Linked DNA regions of Hordeum vulgare: region 2 is linked to region 1. The links are chromatin contacts, called in public Hi-C maps. All regions are on one chromosome and are shown on one strand. Each heading gives the region's core, a stretch centred on a gene start, on an enhancer-like site or on the middle of the called end of the contact. The rest is flanking DNA. Distances are from core to core; before and after follow the strand shown. Region 1 holds the start of LOC123442857 (DEAD-box ATP-dependent RNA helicase 40-like). Region 2 holds the start of LOC123442858 (transcription initiation factor TFIID subunit 15b).

Evidence for each region. A called contact is a pair of places that touch in the nucleus more often than the background predicts.
Region 2: a Hi-C map of seedling shows a contact between it and region 1, with 7 times the contacts expected there. The contact joins the promoter of LOC123442858 here to the promoter of LOC123442857 in region 1. A contact is called at or near these places in 2 of 6 Hi-C or Micro-C datasets (leaf and seedling).

Annotation. Positions count from the first base shown.
Region 1 is chr3H:38,655,164-38,657,869 of MorexV3_pseudomolecules_assembly, reverse strand. It overlaps LOC123442857 (DEAD-box ATP-dependent RNA helicase 40-like), which reads left to right and starts at 1,309. Exons shown (of 9, transcript XM_045119028.1): 1 at 1,309-1,435; 2 at 1,526-2,706. The coding sequence starts at 1,540.
Region 2 is chr3H:38,839,449-38,842,154 of MorexV3_pseudomolecules_assembly, reverse strand. It overlaps LOC123442858 (transcription initiation factor TFIID subunit 15b), which reads left to right and starts at 1,353. Exons shown (of 7, transcript XM_045119029.1): 1 at 1,353-1,611; 2 at 1,614-1,852; 3 at 2,355-2,706. The coding sequence starts at 1,480.

The sequences.
Region 1 (2,706 bases), core at 60-2,559:
TCACACTTGCGGCCCGTCATAACATACACATTTTTGTCATGTTGCATGAATGCGTGTGTGAGTGTTGATTTTGTACTCGATGTTTCTAAAGAAAAAAACCCTGTCAAAAAAAGTAAAAAAGTTGCTTCAGGCCATGTTCGGTTAACCCCCTCACCACACAGATTGAAGGGGATTGGGGAGGTTTGAAGGGGGATTTTGACTTGCAAGGGATTTAATCCCCTCCAATCCGTGTTAAACCTCTTCAAACCCTGCATAACCGAACAAGCCCTCAGGCCTTGTTTGGCAGCAAGGGATTGTGGTGGTTTTGGGAGGAGAGGATTTGAGGGGATTTGGTGAATCCCCCTCTTCCACCCAACCCTTGAAACCTCAAATCCTTCTCCAGCCACACATCCTTCAAATCCCCATCCATACAAAAACGTTGTTTGACAGGAAGGGGTTTCTATATTAAATTAAAATGGTGTAAAACAGTTAAAAATCTAATCTTGCAACAATTCTTCACATGAACAACATAATTTGCTTGACTTGCAATCAATATATTATCACAAAATTGTGCAGTCACATCACAACAACATAATATCGCTCAACAACATGACTTACAACCAATAATATCTCATGGGTATTCCGCATTCGCAAGTCCGAGAAAACTAATTATATCTCATACGTATTCGACATTAATTCACAAGTCTCAGAAAATACGTGCGTACATTTAAATATGTTGGATAACAAAATATATAAGCATGTTGAAATATTTGTGCAACATAGAAATAAGCTTCACTTCTGTTCTACAACGATTGCTGAAAGATGACATGAGCACAAATTTCAACTACAAAACAGCAATAGGGATGACACAAAAGCAACCGAAGAGACTCTCAAACGGACGATTTAAAGGGGCTGTGCAAAAATCCCATTCGAAAAGAGAAGATTTGAGGACGTCCGTTCCTTTTTTCCGATATACAACGTCGAACTCAATCTCTGGTCTGCATCCACCGTAGGTCACGAGACAGCCGAGCGATCCGAGCCGTCAAAACCCATCTCCTGCGGTCTCCCCCACCATCCCGTCCCGTGCCTGACCTAAAAAAGATCCAATCCCGACCCAACCCCCCATTGCGGCTCTAAAATCTCTCCCCCGTAGCCTCGCCACCGATGTGCCCTAGCGGCTAGAGCTGCCGCCGCGCCCGCCATCGCCGCCGTCACCGCCGGCGCCTCGCCACCCACCCACCCCCAAACCCCACGCCACTCCCTCGCCGCCGACGCCGACGCCGAAGCCTCACCCCCCCAAACCCTCGCGCCTCACCGCGCGCGTCGCCGCCGGCGCGTCCCCCTCACGCGCGTCGCTGCCGTCGCCGTCGGGGCTCTACCTCATTGCTGCTCCCCTGGCCTGCCGTCTCCGCCCCGTCCGCGACCCAATCTTCGGGCCGTTGGGGTTTTGATTGAGGTACGAGCTTTTACTCGTCCACTGTTTATTGGTTTCCTGGCTGTTTAGTTACGAACTAACCTTGGCAAATTCTGGGCGTGCGCCGTCTAGATCCGCCGCTGGCCATGGCGGGAGCAGAGGCTGCCGCGGATGCATCGGGCCCGCGATTCGCCCCTGACGACCCGACGCTCCCCGCGCCTTGGAAGGCACTAATCGACGGCGAGACGCTCTACTACTGGAACCCCGAGACAAACCTCACCCAGTATGACAAGCCGGGTGCGGCCGCACCTCCCTTGCCCGCTCCTGCGCCAACGTCAGTGCCGGGGGCTTTCGCGCAGCCTGGCATGCAGCAGCAGCAGCAGCAGCAGACGCAGCAGCAGCAGACGCAGCAGCAGCAGCCGCAACAGACGGCACAACAACCGCAGTTTCAGTATCAAGGTCAGCAAGCACAGCAACCGCCGTTTCAGTATCAACAGCAGCAGCAGCAAGAGCAGATGCCAAACCAGCAGGGTTCACAACAGCCCCTAGCTCATCAGTACCCAAACGCGCATCAGCAGCCAATGCCATATCAGCACGGTCATTATATGCCACCCCAGCAGCAATATTCATACCAGGTAGGCCAGCAGCCACAAATGCCGCAAACTCAGTATAATCAAGGTCAGCAGATGCCAATCCCGCAAGCTGCCAATCAAGGTCAGCAGCCAACGATGCCACCAGGAGCTTACAATCAAGGTCAGCAGCCAACGATGCCACCAGGAGCTTACAATCAAGGTCAGCGTCCCCCGATGCCGCAAGCTGCCTACAGTCATGGCCAGCGGCCGCCTATGCCACAATCTGCTTACAATCAAGGCCAGCAGCCACAAATGCCGCATGCTTCTTACAATCAAGGTCAGCAGTTGCAGGGAACAAGGATGCCTCAGACTCAAGTGCAGCACACACAACAATCACCAGGCTTTCATCAACCTGCCCAGGCTTCACAAGGTGTGCAAGTTTCACAGCCTCAAGTACCTCAAATGTCCCCCCGACAGGGCCAACTCCAGCATGGCTTCCAGTTCACCCCTCAACAGGGAAAGCAATCACACCATGGTCATCTTGTCACCCAATATGGACAACAAAATACCACGGTGAAGGTTGATGCAGGAACTCATCATGAAGGAAAGCAGACTGGCTTTTCCTTGCCGCTTAGTCAGCAGCATGGCCAAGTTCCTCCTTCAAACCAGACGTTGCCTTCGAGTCATCAACGTCCTGAAGCCCATAATCAACTAAATATTCATGGAGTCGGAGGGCCACCA
Region 2 (2,706 bases), core at 104-2,603, 180 kb before region 1:
ATCAATATCTACCGTATCAAAATAGTACAATTAAATTCGTAAAATATAGTTTCATATTTTGTTTATTTGTATTGTACATGTTGATATTTCTCTCTTTAAAATTGGTCAAATATAGAATGTTTGACCTAACAAAAAAAATTAATACACCATATATTTTCGAACGCGCGGGGGGGGGGGGGGGGGGGAGTAGAACTAAGAACCCATCATTTGTGTGACTTACAAAAATATACCTTTTTAAAATAGTTTTTAAGGCTTATAGATCGAATCTCTAAAGGCCCTATCTCCCTCGTAGTGTGTTGACGTGATAAGACCCTGATCTTATGAATTTTGCTCTGAGCTTCGGCATATGTTTTGTGAACGGTGACGACAACCCTGTGAAGTATGCTTTGGTTAAAGATACTCTTCTTCTATTCTTCTGTGATAGGGTGCTCATAGTCTGTTTCCTGTGAGTTTGGTGACGAAGTACACTTCGGCAACTTTTGTTCCAAGGGTCAATGGATGTGTATTTGGTCATAACACGTAATATGATCTTATATTTTCATCGGTTGGGTGGGCGGTTTGTGCTTCTTTTCAAAATCTTTGAGGCTAATTTAGTATGCAGGCCTTGTCTTCTATAGTTCTTTCCCTGGAAAAGCTTTTCTATGGTTTCTTCACTAATGTTATGGTGGAGTGCAGATATGCAAAAGGTGAAAACTGGAGACACCGACTTCAAAGAACCACATGTAGCTTTTAGTCATGGATCTTTATTCTTCGTTTGTTTGTTCAATCTAGACATCTTCCCTAACATTCCCTAAATAAGCCACAAATATTTGAGAGGTGTGTCCTACATGCAAGACCCGATGTGAAGTTGCACTAGTCTTGTTCATTAATGCATGCCGTGTAAGTGAAAAATGTCTTTCAGCTCCAGCAAAAATAATAGAATTTGTCTTCTAAAATTAAGATTCAGATTAACTGCAAGTTTCTTATTTATTTTTCTTGTAGAGAAATGTTACGACTCACTTCACGGTTGCTGAATTGCGTCATGGTTATTATATGAATTTCTAATTAAAGATGAGTCATATAAAATTGAAACAGATCAAACAAACAATACAACACACAATTACTTTTTTGATAAGACAAATAAACACGTAATATTTTTTTGAGGGGTAAACACACAATTTTTTTTGAGGCAAGGTAAACACACAAATTGATTGGACGGTCATGTAGTGGGCTTCACACGTCAAAACATCTAAATGGGCCGAGCCGAATGCAGTCGAAGGAGAAGGCCTGCCGGAGTCGGTCAGCGCAACCGAATCAAACAGGACTCTTCAAAATAAAAATCCGGCCCATGTTCGCGATGTTTCGCTCTTGCAATCGGCAATCGCGTCGCGACTGTTTTGCCCTAATCCACAGCGGGCGCCTCCCCCCCTGCATCGCGAATACTCTGCTCCGCCCTCGCGGCCTCTCCAACACTCCCAAACCCTAGCTTGGCGTGACCCCATGTCGGGGTCGTACGGATCCGACGACTACCGCGGCGGCGGCGGCGGCTACGGCGGCCGAGGTCGCCTCAGGATCCTCGGAATTGGTTTTGTCTCCTCTTCCTGGATCGTTTATCTGACCTTTTTCGTGTCTGCGTAGGTGGCGGTGGTGGTGGCGGCGGAGGCGGTCGTGGGCGCGGCGGTGGTGGAGGATATGGCGGCAGCGGTGGAGGCGGAGGAGGATATGGAGGTGGCGGCGGTGGGGGAGGGTACGGCGGCGGCGGGAGAGGGGGTGGTGGTGGTGGAGGAGGCTACGGCGGCGGTGGCGGAGGCGGCGGGAGAGGTGGCGGGCGCGGGGGAGGACGCGATGGTGACTGGACTTGCCCTGACGCAAGGTGGGTATCGAATTCTCGCTATCTCGCTCTAGGATTTGGTGTTGGGATCTTCTCAACTGTCGTGGGGATTTAGGCTAGGCAGAACTTTCATGACATTTTATTGTTGGGAGCTTATGCCGTAGCGCGGTCACTGGAATTTCAAACATCACACCATTCTGATGGTTTAGTTTCAACTTCTGCTAGATGCCCTATGGCCTTAAAATCATAACTTATGATCCTTGATATTCATGTCTGTAATTTACATTTGAGATTATTGCCGGGCTATATGTTGATATACTAGCATTATTTGCCCTGGTTATTTACTCTGTTATATATATATTTTATTGGTTGTTACACCAGAGCATATACATTTAATTTACCATTGTATTTCTTTGCGATGTTGTTCAGTTATTGGAAACATCGGTGGGCTCTAGTTTTGTAAACACTACCAGGTGTTTTCATGCTGAGTGTATTATCTTCTATGCAATCGTTGAGACTAAACGTATATGAATTCTTGTTGCAGCTGCCTTAATGTGAACTTTGCAAGGAGGACTGAGTGCAATAAGTGTGGGGCAGTTAACCCAAGTGGAGGTGGAGGTGGTGGCGGCGGCGGTGGGTACGATAGGTCTGGTGGAGGTGGAGGGTACAATCGTGGTGGTGGTGATCATGGTTCAGGAGGCGGTGGCTACAGCAGAGGTGATGGAGATTACAACTCTGGTGGTCGTGATGGTGGTGCCGGAGGAGCAAGAGGAGGGTATAATCGTGATGGTGGGAGTGGCCGTGGTTTTGATGACCACCGTGGTGGGAGCGGTGGCAGTTATGGGGGAAGAGGCCAAGAGAACAACCAAGGTGACGGTGGCTATGGACAGGCTCCC